Linked DNA regions of Mus musculus: region 2 is linked to region 1. Evidence: chromatin contacts called from public HiChIP or PLAC-seq data. All regions are on one chromosome and are shown on one strand. Each heading gives the region's core, a stretch centred on a gene start, on an enhancer-like site or on the middle of the called end of the contact. The rest is flanking DNA. Distances are from core to core; before and after follow the strand shown. Region 1 overlaps Peak1 (pseudopodium-enriched atypical kinase 1). Region 2 overlaps Cspg4 (chondroitin sulfate proteoglycan 4).

Region 1 (5,948 bases), core at 2,906-5,405:
CTTTTCTTTAAGAAAAATAAAAGCTTTAAAAGTTTTTTTCTTTTAGAATATTTAGATGAGAACAAATACAGAAACGGACAGCCAGAAAATGTGCAGAGTGAGAGAGAGACCTTGTAACTTTCAGTCCCCCCAGGGCTCAGAACACTGTGGAACAGGAAGCAGAAGGAGTTTAAGAGCCAACAGAGATGGAGGACAGCAAGGGAACAAGCAGGATCGACAGACAGATGAACTCGCAGACGGCGGCAGCATCCACATGCCTGCACAGCTCTGCAACAGATGGGGTCCTAGCACAGAGAAGTGGACGCAAGCCCACATCCCTAACCCAGGAGCTACCTCCACTTGATAACCACTAGCACATGAAAAATCAGTTCTCTCCAATGAAGTCTCAGAGGGACAAAAACCACTCTTAATGGCAGCCCTCAGGCCCAGCGGTAGATGACCAATACAAAACCAACACAGTAGCATTCTTTGGTTTTGTGTGTGTGTGAATGTGTGTGTGTGTGTGTGTGTGTGTGTGTGTGTGTAGGCTTCTAGTTTTATGTTTTTATGGGGTTCCTATGTGTGTGTATGTGTCTCTGTATCCATAATATGTGTTTCTTGTGCTTTTTCTTTGGCTCTTTTTTTTGTTTGAACATTTTGTCCTCTTCCCATTTGGTTTGGTTTGCTTTTTTATTATTAATACTACTATTCTTTAGATGTCTATTTTCTAAAATGAGACAGAAAGGGTGTGGATTTGGATGGGAGGGGAGCTGAGATAGATTACAGAGGGGAAACCATAATCAGAATATATTGTATGAAAAAAATCTATTTCCAATAAAAAAAAGATGGAGGAAAAAAGAAAGGATAAAAGTACCAATTTGTTTTTGCTACCTTTCAAACTCCTTTAGCCTCACATTGCTTTAATGCCATTCCCCTCTCCCCTGCTCTAGTCCCTCCCTCTTGCCAAATAGTCCCTTCTCTCCTTTCCATCTTTTCATTGTTGTCGAGATTCTGCGTAGGAGAGATGCATTAATTACATTTCAGTGGCTGAGATAGAATGGCCATGGCCAATGCAAATTAAGTAAATGAGTTTATTTAGGCTTATGGTTCCCAGGGGTTAGAGTCTATGATGTTGGGGAAGCATGGCAGCAAGCATCAGGCTTGCTGGAGCAGCAGTCATGGTAGCAAATGGAAATGGCTTGAGGATTTAAACCCTCAAAACCCAGTACCAGAAATGCACTTAAGGCTATACTTCCTATAAAATTAACTCAAACAAGTCAATGGCCTTTCTCTACACAAAGAATAAACAGGCTGAGAAAGAAATTAGGGAAACAACACCCTTCTCAATAGTCAAAAATAATATAAAATATCTCGGCGTGACTCTAACTAAGGAAGTGAAAGATCTGTATGATAAAAACTTCAAGTCTCTGAAGAAAGAAATTAAAGAAGATCTCAGAAAATGGAAAGATCTCCCATGCTCATGGATTGGCAGGATCAAAAATGGCTATCTTGCCAAAAGCAATCTACAGATTCAATGCAATCCCCATCAAAATTCCAACTCAATTCTTCAATGAATTAGAAAGAGCAATCTGCAAATTCATCTGGAATAACAAAAAACCTAGGATAGCAAAAACTCTTCTCAAGGATAAAAGAACCTCTGGTGGAATCACCATGCCTGACCTAAAGCTTTACTACAGAGCAATTGTGATAAAAACTGCATGGTACTGGTATAGTGACAGACAAGTAGACCAATGGAATAGAATTGAAGACCCAGAAATGAACCCACACACCTATGGTCACTTGATCTTTGACAAGGGAGCTAAAACCATCTAGTGGAAAAAAGACAGCATTTTCAACAAATGGTGCTGGCACAACTGGTGGTTATCATGTAGAAGAATGCAAATTGATCCATACCTATCTCCTTGTACTAAGGTCAAATCTAAGTGGATCAAGGAACTTCACATAAAACCAGAGACACTGAAACTTATAGAGGAGAAAGTGGGGAAAAGCCTTGAAGATATGGGCACAGGGGAAAAATTCCTGAATAGAACAGCAATGGCTTGCGCTGTAAGATCGAGAATCGACAAATGGGACCTCATGAAACTGCAAAGCTTCTGCAAGTCAAAAGACACCGTCAATAAGACAAAAAGACCACCAACAGATTGGGAAAGGATCTTTACCTATCCTAAATCAGATAGGGGACTAATATCCAACATATATAAAGAACTCAAGAAGGTGGACTCCAGAAAATCAAATAACCCCATTAAAAAATGGGGCTCAGAACTAAACAAAGAATTCTCACCTGAGGAATACCGAATGGCAGAGAAGCACCTGAAAATGTTCAACATCCTTAATCATCAGGGAAATGCAACTCAAAACAACCCTGAGATTCCACCTCACACCAGTCAGAATGGCTAAGATCAAAAATTCAGGTGACAGCAGATGCTGGCGAGGATGTGGAGAAAGAGGAACACTCCTCCATTGTTGGTGGGATTGCAAGCTTGTACACCCACTCTGGAAATCAGTCTGGCGGTTCCTCAGAAAATTGGACATAGTACTACCGGAGGATCCAGCAATACCTCTCCTGGGCATATATCCAGAAGATGTTCCAACCGGTAAGAAGGACACATGCTCCACTATGTTCAGAGCAGCCTTATTTATAATAGCCAGAAGCTGGAAAGAACCCAGATGCCCCTCAACAGAGGAATGGATACAGAAAATGTGGCACATTTACACAATGGAGTACTACTCAGCTATTAAAAATGAATTTATGAATTTATGAAATTCCTAGGCAAATGGATGGACCTGGAGGGCATCATCCTGAGTGAGGTAACACAATCACAAAGGAACTCTCATAATATGTACTCACTGATAAGTGGATATTAGCCCAAAACTTAGAAGACCCAAGATATAAGATACAATTTGCTAAACGCATGAAACTCAAGAAGAATGAAGACCAAAGTGTGGACACTGTGCCCCTTCTTAGAAATGGGAACAAAACACCCATGGAAGGAATTACAGAGACAAAGTTTGGAGCTGTGATGAAAGGATGGACCAACTAGAGACTGCCATATCCAGGGATCCACCCCATAATCAGCTTCCAAAAGCTCACACCATTGCATACACTAGCAAGATTTTGCTGAAAGGACCCAGATAGAGCTGTCTCATGTGAGACTAGGCAGGGGCCTAGCAAACACAGAAGTGGATGCTCACAGTCAGCTATTGGATGGATCACAGGGCTCCCAATGGAGGAGCTAGAGAAAGTACCCAAGGAGCTAAAGGGATCTGCAACCCTATAGGTGGAACAACAATATGAACTAACCAGTACCCTGGAGCTCTGGACTCTAGCTGCATGTGTATCAAAAGATGGCCTAGTTGGCCATCACTGGAAAGAGAGGCCCATTGGACACACAAACTTTATATGCCCAGTACAGGGGAACGCCAGGGCCAAAAAAATGGGAATGGGTGGGTAGGGAAGTTGGGGGGAGGGTATGGGGGGCTTTTGGGATAGCATTGGAAATGTAATTGAGCAAAATACGTAATAAAAAATATTAAAAAAAAAAAAGGTTATACTTCCTAACCATCCCCCAAATAGCGCCACCAACTGGGGACTATGTGTTCAAACATCTGAGCCTCCTGGGGACATTCTCACCCTAATCATCACAAGGGAGAACAAGGGATACTTGTCTGCTGTGTCTGCCTTTTTTTTCCCTTTCCTTTCTTAAACATCATGATCTCTAGCACAAAGGACAGTCTTAAGAGGTTTCACCAGTATCAAGCTTTAAAGTCTATATATTAATCCCAAATTTTCCAAATTATATAACTTGAAAAGCTTTACTTCTTAATTTTACTGCTTCTCCATGTCCAAACATCTTTCCCCAACCCCTACCATAAAGAGATAATCAGGCCTACCTCTCTCTAGGTTGATGAGAGAGCAGCGAGGAACACATCATATCCTGAACATCGTCTCTTCATTATTTTATTTGATCATCAGAGAAAATTCAGTGTCCATTTTTATCTTAATATATTCATGGCCCCTTTCCAAGAACATCAGGTACCTTGGAAGTAGCCTGACATTTAGCCAAAGACATGAATGACTAATTCAGAGTTGCATCTTAAAGACAGAAGCAGGATTTGGGTTTCCAACCACAACTATGTTAAACATCACACTTAGACCACACTTGTTCCCCGTGTGCATCTGATTCATCTGCTTTTTGTAGGAGTTGGTATTTATTTTTGCCTTCTGTGTTGCTTCAAGTCAGACAAAGCTTTGATATTAACTCTTACTGCAGTCTTCTGGCGAGAGCTGGCTGTGACCTGGGAGTGGTGGTGTGCTCAGCACATCACTCTTCACATTCAGGTGTTCAAGGACCATCATGCTTGCTCATTCATTCATTCATTCATTCGTTCCATCTTACCTCCCTCCCTCCTTCCTTTGTAGATTTATGGTGCATTTATCAATTGTACTTTCACAGTTATGCAATAGACTGTTGTTTAGAGTAATTTGGAAGTTGTCTAGTCTCCTTAGGTTGTCTTGGGCATTGCTTTCCCTTCGCTGAGTCAGGGGTCTGTTTCCTTAGGGTAGCTATGTTTTGTGTTTGAGTTGATATATGATTGGTTTTGATATTTTGTCTTACTGGATTTTATCTCAAAATATGAGGCTTGTTTTTTTTTTAATATGTTTTCATTTTGTGTATATGGGTTTAGTTTTAGGTATCACATGTGTGTCTGGTGCCTGCAGAGGCCAGGAAGAGTCAGACCTCCAGGAACTGGAGTTAGAGGTGGTGTGAGCACCGTGCTCTTACCTGCAGAGCTGTTTCTGCAGCCCCAGAACTTAAAAGTCTTAGAAAACCTACTCTATGCTGAATGCTACCCCAAAATATTTTTCATTTAAATTGTCTACTATGACCAAAACTTTGAAAGCAGTAGGTCTATCGGAAATTATTAAACCATAGTAATGGAATTTTTAAAGATTATTCAATCATTGCCCAGAAACCTCATCATGAAAATGTTCATGTCATTTTACTTTTAATTACATTCAAACTAATTAAATTCTTCTTGAATGCTGTATTAAACTCTACCTCTTGATTTTAAGCAAGAGCCCAAGGAAAATAATAAAAATTGCCTTTGCCACTAGGGAGATTTTTCTGGTCTATAACTGCAAATTTTGTTGTTTCTATTATTGGCTTGCACTCTTCTAAGGATTCTTTGGGGTAATACTTTCATTTTAAGCAACAGCCATTGCCACACATCATAAACAAGCACCGGGGCCTCAAAGCTCTGTCTTGTGGGCTTCTTTTAGAAGGTGGTGTGTATTGTCTTCAACTTTGAAGGTACCCTTCTAAATCACACTTTTTATCATAATCCCTAAATTCCCCAAAGGGATCATATTGAAACTTCTTTTAGAGTTAAGTTCCTCTTATGAGTTGAATTTTCAAGGAGCAATCTTTTTCCCCACCATTTCCTTATTTTCTGTGGGAGATGACTAATGTTTGTCATTGATCGCTATATGCCAGGCAGTAAACTTACCTCATGGTACTCCGTGGTTCACTGCCTCCTTATCTAATCTGCTGCTCTGGTGTTTTAGTGCTTTCAGCAAACCAGAAGACATTGTTTCCTATAACTCTAGAGAGATTTGGGCAATTTTCTATTAGGATATGTTTGAAATGATGGTGACAAAGGATAAAACAGAAGAGTCGTGAATGGAGATAAGAAAACAAATGAGTTCTAAGATTTCTCCCTCTTTTGAGACCTGCCGATAGGTTATGTGCCTCTGTCCACTGCAAACAGTGCTTGAGGAGGATCCAACCATGCACACTGTCAAACAGGGTGCCCCTGTACTTTGTAACTCCTTCAGGTAGGGAAGCTCTGGCTCCCACTGCCTGGCAGACAAACAGAGGAGGAAGGGAGGAGACTCAAGAACACTGTTTAATCTCTTTCATCCATTGTCCCTTTAAAACCAACCTTGA
Region 2 (6,212 bases), core at 754-3,253, 630 kb before region 1:
AGGAAAGGGACCCAACCAAAGAATCTGGAGTCCTGCCCTTGGACCATCACTCCTTTCAGATCTGTATCTTGTGGAAAGTGAGGAAGACTCCAGCAGCTCTAGCAGTTTCTATTGGTCAGGGGAGGTTAGGCTGGAGTTGGAAGAAGCACTTCTCTGGCTTCCTATTGGAAGATGAGAGTTCTAACTCAGTGAACTGCACAATTGCCATAGCATCCACACTTAAAGGGCCAGCTTCTTTTTTTTTTTAAACTTTTTTAAAGATTTATTTATTATTTATTATATGTAAGTACACTGTAGCTGTCTTCAGACACTCCAGAAGGGGGAGTCAGATCTCATTACGGATGGTTGTGAGCCACCATGTGGTTGCTGGGATTTGAACTCTGGACCTTCAGAAGAGCAGTCAGGTGCTCTTACCTGCTGAGCCATCTCACCAGCCCAAGGGTCAGCTTCTTAATGGGCTCCCTTCTTTAGACTCTTAGGCAATAGGCAGTTTCCAAGCTTGGGGGTCTAGAGATCTGGGGATCCTTATACCCATGGGTTCTTCTTCTCCTCCTCCTCCTCCTCCCTCTCCTCCTTCTCCCCCTCCCCCTCCTCCTTCTTCTTCTACTACCCCTCCTCCTTCCTCCTTTTTTCTTTTTTTAAAGATTTATTTATTTATTATATGTAAGTACATTGTAGCTGTCTTCAGACACTCCAGAAGAGGGAGTCAGATCTCTTTACGGATGGTTGTGAGCCACCATGTGGTTGCTGGGATTTGAACTCTGGACCTTCGGAAGAGCAGTCGGGTGCTCTTACCCACTGAGCCATCTCACCAGCCCTCCTCCTTCTTTTAAAAAAATTTTTTTTTGAGACAAGATTTTTCTGTGTAGCCCTATTTGTCTTGCTGTCTTGGCACTCTCTCTGTAGACCAGGCTGGCCTTGAACTCAGAGTTCCATCTGCCTTTGCCTCTCAAGTGCTGGGATTAAAGGCTTGCACTACCACCAAATGGCTTTCTCTTTTCAACGATGTTTGTATAGGTCCTTTAATGGGTAGAATGTCCTGACCCTGTAGCTCCTAGGCCTTTGGGAGGGCCACAGGCAAAGGGCACATGCTTCCAAAGCTGGTATACATTTTTCATAGGTTGCATATTATCTAGACAAGTACTGATCTCTGCGCTGTGTGTCCAAATGTTATGAGAAAACCCATGTTCACATATATAACCATGTGTGTTTGTGTAGGTATATATATAAAAAAAAAGAGGGTGATGTTTTCAACATCATAAACATTGGTTACAGATCAAGTTCCTATCTATTTCCAGAGCCTAGGAAGAACAAGCTCCTTAGGAAAGGAAAGATGATGTAGTTGTCTTTTTTTGTTTGTTTGCTTTTTGTTTGCTTGTTTGTTTTTCGAGACAGGGTTTCTCTGTGTAGCCCTGTCTGTCCTGGAACTCACTTTGTAGACCAGGCTGGCCTCAAACTCAGAAATCCACCTGCCTCTGCCTCCTGAGTGCTGGGATTAAAGGCGTGCGCCACCACGCCCGGCTGTTTGTTTTAAAGGTTTAATTTTTAAGCATACATGCCTACATGTATGTTTGTGTGCCATGTGTGTGCCTGGTGCCCACAGAGGCCACAGGGGAGTGTTGGATCCCCAGAACTGGACTTACAGTTAGCTGTGAGCCACCATGTGGGTGTTGGGGTTCAGACTTGGCTCTCATAACCACTGAAACATCTCTCCAGCCCTGCATCCTACCAGTAAGCTTTATCTCCAGCTTCTGTGAACTATTTAGTAGAGGGGAAGGAACCCTGCCCTTAAGTTTTAGGAGTATATTTGAAAGGGTTTCACACACACACACACACACACACACACACACACACACACACACACACACGCTCGGCTGTGTCGTGAAAGACTCAGGTCCCAGCACGGCTGTGGGCACAATGTCTGGGTACCAGCTTACCACCTAGCCCAGGCTCGGAGCAGCAGAGCAGTGTCAGCCTGTGCCAGTGCCTGGGGGCAGGGCAGGGCAGGGCAGGCTGTGTGAATAGAGGGTGTTGTCAGTCCTCTAGGGGAAACAGGAGATGAGGGCAGATCCTGCCTGGCAGGTTTGTCACCCACATCTCTGCTTACACTTTCAGGGACGCTCCTTACTCTGGGTGGAGACTGGCTCATGGTAGCAAGGCCCTGAGGAGCCAGCCTTAACTTCCTGGGAGTGGCAAGGTGGAGCTGTGAGTGTTATACGGGGATGTTCTTGGTCTTCGAGAGCAGAGACATCACATTTATAAAAAGGAAACTAGTGTTGGCAGTTTAAGACACAGAGTATTTCTGGAGGCTATATTCTGGGGAGGTACAAGGCAGAGGGGTGGGAAATGATTTTTCACGGCAGTGTTCTCAGTGCGGCACCACCGAAGCCTTGCTGGGTCTCATCTATCGTTACTCTGTTGTGTGGCTCTAGTTGGGTCTCATACCCTCTCTGATTCTGTCTCCCTGTCCCTCCTGTCCCTCTGGAGATCTTTTTGTTGGTAATCCACCTGGTTCCAAGTTTCCTGCCTGACGTCTCTGAGAGGGGGCCGGATGTTAAAATGAACACGATGCCGTGAGAGAGTGTTGTCTGGAGGCAGGCAGGGTGGTGAGCAGGAGCGAGGCTCAAATGTTACAGATACTGGGGACACGTGCAGAGGAAACCCTAGCCCCCAGAGCAGGTCAGCTGCCAAAGGCTGCTTTCTGCCCTTCACCTCTAACTTCCTGTTCTTAGGCCTCGTGGAGTCCCACGGTTTCCCAGAGCACAGAAACCTACTGCCTCCTCCCTTTTGCTCAGACAGGATCTCTGAGAGCCGGATTGGCCTTCAATTTTTTTAGGGTCAAGAATGACTTTGGGGTTGGAGAAATGGCTCAGCTGTTAAGAGCACAGACTGTTCTTCCAGAGGTCCTGAGTTCAACTCCCAGTAACCACATGGTGGCTCACAATCTTCTGTAATGGGGTTTGATGCCCTCTTCTGGTGTGTCTGAAGAGAGCAATGGTGTATTCATATACAAAAAAAAAGTAATCTTAAAAAGACTTTGAACTCATTCTTATGCTCCTGCCTCCTAAGTACTGGGATTATAAGCAAGAGACATCAATTCAGCTTATGTTTCTTTTCTAATGACTTCAGCCCATTTTCAAGACCAGATAATTCCCTGGGCCAGAGTTTGCTTCCATTGCCCCTGATCTTGCATCATCCTCTTGTAGGAAGGGCCAGAGGATTCTATTTGCCTTGTGGCTCACATAATGGCCTTTCTTTTGGAGACCTGGGATCTCATGACCCATTGCTAGCTGAATGATCTGCTCTAGGGGGTATGACTTTCCTGTGTCTGCATTGGTTCCCCTCCTTTAGAGAAATACCTGGGTTCTCCTACTGAAGGACGGAGATTGTAAAATGTTCCACACAAAAGTCTGCCTGTCCAATCTTCCCTTTATGCACTGTGTCCCCAACTTTGACACCCCCCATGTCCCTTACTTTTGCTTCTGCAGCCACAATGAAAGGAGGCTGGGGGAGGAATAGGGCCTTGGAGGCCAAAACCCAGGCCAAGGAGTCTATGGCTGGGAGCATTTATTTATTTATTTATTTTTATTTTTCCCTGACGTTCCCTGTAGCGTAAGGGCTTTGGTCCCATCTCAACAAACAGCCCATCTGCCTGTACAGGTGAGAGTAGAGGACTTTGGGAATGCCCCAGGAGGTGGAAATTCAAGAGCTTGTCCAGATTTGTCCATCCCCACCCCCCATGAAGCGAGGCCACATGGCCTGCCCCAGGGGAGTGAAGCTGCCACGGATAGGAGCCCAGTGCACAAACTCAAACGACGCACAGCTGCTCGGAGCCTCCGAAGCACCATTCGCCACGGCTCAGTGGAGTCAAGTGTCTTCGTTTGCCTGCTCCCTAGTCTTGAGGAGAGCATGGCCACCAGGGTGGCCTCTAACACTCCCAGTCCAAGCACTGACAGTTGCTGGCCAGTGCTTCGGGCGCTCCACCACAGGGCTTTGTGGGTGACATGACTTCAGACCTTTGTCTATCCCGTGTACTCCAGGGCTTCATCAGGCCTGGCTAGGCCAGCACCATGTTAAATAGCTTTCTTGCCTTAAATTAACCAACCCCAGAGCAACCCCACCCATCTTGCACCTTGAATATATTAATCTATTGCCTAACATTCCTCCCCATTCGGCTTCAGGAAAACACCAGAGAGGGTGCTCTCGTTCCCCTGACCTTGGCAGTCTGGGTCAGGATTTATCTAAGGTCACAGTTCCAGGACCCGGAGTTGTGACCCATCTAGGATGCTTTCCTGTTTTCTGCAGTGAGCTGACTTTAGCTGCCTCTCACCTTGGCCCCATGGCGCTCCAGGTCTAAGAGAGCCGAGGAAGTCTCCAGCTCTTGACCCCACTCATTCCAGCTGTCTCCCAGCTCCCTCCACCCCTGGCATCTCAAGGTCTTTTTTTTTTTTTTGGCTCTGGAGATCCTCAGGCCAGACCAGGGTACAGCAACAGTGGGCCTGGTGGATGGGTGGGCAGCATCTGGTACAGGCCAGGTCTCACACCCAGTACTGGCCATTCCTGAGGGCAGGATTGGGTGTCCGGCAAAACTGCAATAGTTCTGGGTCAGGCTGGCCTCCTGGTGGGGGCCCCTGGCCAGGCACAGTTATGAGTGGAATAGCTTGGCCTGGCTCTACCTTTCGAAAGGTCTCTGTGTCACCGGCTAGGCCATTGCGGGGTTTGGCGGTCAACACCTGGACATCGTGCTTGCCCGTCTTGTTGCGTTTGCGGAGGTAGAAGAGCAGAGGCAAGATAAGGGCCAGGAGCAGGAGGATCAGGCACACCGGAATGATGATGCTGAACATGTTGGCCTCTAAGAAGCCCAGGAAACCACCTTTGGCCGCAGTGGGCACGGGGCTGGATGCTGCCTGGCCTGGCTGGCCAGTGGGGACGCTTCTTCCTGGTTTCTCTGTTTCTGTACGAACAGCCTCAGGGACACTGAGTAGGGCCACACTGTAGGATTTGGCCGCATGGTAAGGCTCAGTGGCAAAGTCCAGCAAGGCCACAGCAGGTGGGACACCCTTTGCCCACAGCTCCAGAGTAAGTCTGTCACCTGCTGGGCCAGTGGACCTGCCCTCTGGCTTGCCCACCTCTAGCCCCAGCTGTCCCTCTTCCAGGTCCCGCTGAGTGAAATGTTCCACAAGTTGGTTGCTCCTAGATTCTGTTCGGCCTTGGGACACTCGGACCACACGGCCATAGCGGGGTCCTGCCAGGAGCCGGAAGTGGGGCATACTGCCTGTGCGGTTGGCCAGCTCACTGGCATCGAGCACAGTGGGGTCAAGGCGCAGGGTGGTACCCTGAGGCCATGGCCCACCAGCCCACACATGCAACAGAGCCTGCACTGTGACATTTACGGTGGCTGATGCGTTCACACCCCTGGCCAGAGCTACAACTTTGAAGTGATCCTGAGAGGAAGAGAAGTTGGTGAAGACAAAGACCACGTCCCCCTGGTCTACCTGCAGCTGGCTGAAGGCGGAGGCAGGCTGCCCCCCTACTAGTAGCTGCCCATACAGGGGCCCCTGAGTGAGGCGGTAAGCTACATCTGGTTCCTCACGATCGGAAATAACCTGAAGCTGCTGCCGGCTCAGTGAGGTACGTCCTAGAGCTTGGGGCACCTCCAGGGGTGCACGCAGCTGCACCTCAATGGTGGATGGCAAGACATCCACAGCCAGGGACATGGGTATGGGGGGGCTGGCTCCATCAGACATGCTCAACTGGAAGACGCCGGCCACACTGCTCCCATTTGCCACGAAGGCCAGTCGCCCTGCATCCACATCAGCCTGTGTGAAGTGAGTCACAGGTCCAGTGTTGTCCCCAGCCAGGCTCAGGAAGCCATTGTGGGGTGCCCTCTGTACTTCATATTCAATTTCCCCTGGAGCTGAGTCTGGGTCGACTACACTCAGCTGGGCTCGAGATACAGGGGCTCGTGAGCCCCTGGTGACACGGAGAGGAATGGAGGCCTGTGGCTGAGGGGGCCGCTCATTCACGTCCCTCACAGTGATGACAAAGGCCTCAGAGGTCTGGGGTCCTGCCACAGAAGTCCCCGTCGGTCCCTGGAGGTGGGCACGGAAGCGGAAGCCATCCTGCTGCGTGCCCCCACCACCATGGGCGTACACCAGCTGTCCCGCGGCCAGCTCAGATTGCAGGAAGTAGGGCCTCCTGGCATGGAGTGG

Evidence for each region. HiChIP or PLAC-seq counts read pairs in DNA pulled down with a chosen protein or histone mark.
Region 2: a contact with region 1 is called in an HNF4G HiChIP or PLAC-seq map of pancreatic cancer cells. The contact joins two enhancer-like sites. A contact is called at or near these places in 2 of 115 datasets of contacts at active chromatin or transcription factors (astrocytes and pancreatic cancer cells).

Annotation. Positions count from the first base shown.
Region 1 is chr9:56,271,963-56,277,910 of GRCm38.p6, reverse strand. All of the region lies in intron 3 of Peak1 (pseudopodium-enriched atypical kinase 1), which reads left to right. All of the region lies in intron 5 of Peak1os (a long non-coding RNA gene), which reads right to left. Among named protein-coding and RNA genes, the nearest start is that of Peak1os, 34 kb to the right of the region's middle. Within about 2 kb of position 4,155, at least 53 of the 459 cell types and tissues checked have an H3K27ac peak or open chromatin away from gene starts, as enhancers often do. A contact at or near this core is called in pancreatic cancer cells, where this site is marked.
Region 2 is chr9:56,897,217-56,903,428 of GRCm38.p6, reverse strand. Cspg4 (chondroitin sulfate proteoglycan 4) reads right to left here. Exons shown (of 10, transcript NM_139001.2): 10 at 3,559-6,212. The coding sequence ends at 4,539. Among named protein-coding and RNA genes, the nearest start is that of Snx33, 28 kb to the left of the region's middle. Within about 2 kb of position 2,003, at least 77 of the 459 cell types and tissues checked have an H3K27ac peak or open chromatin away from gene starts, as enhancers often do. A contact at or near this core is called in pancreatic cancer cells, where this site is marked.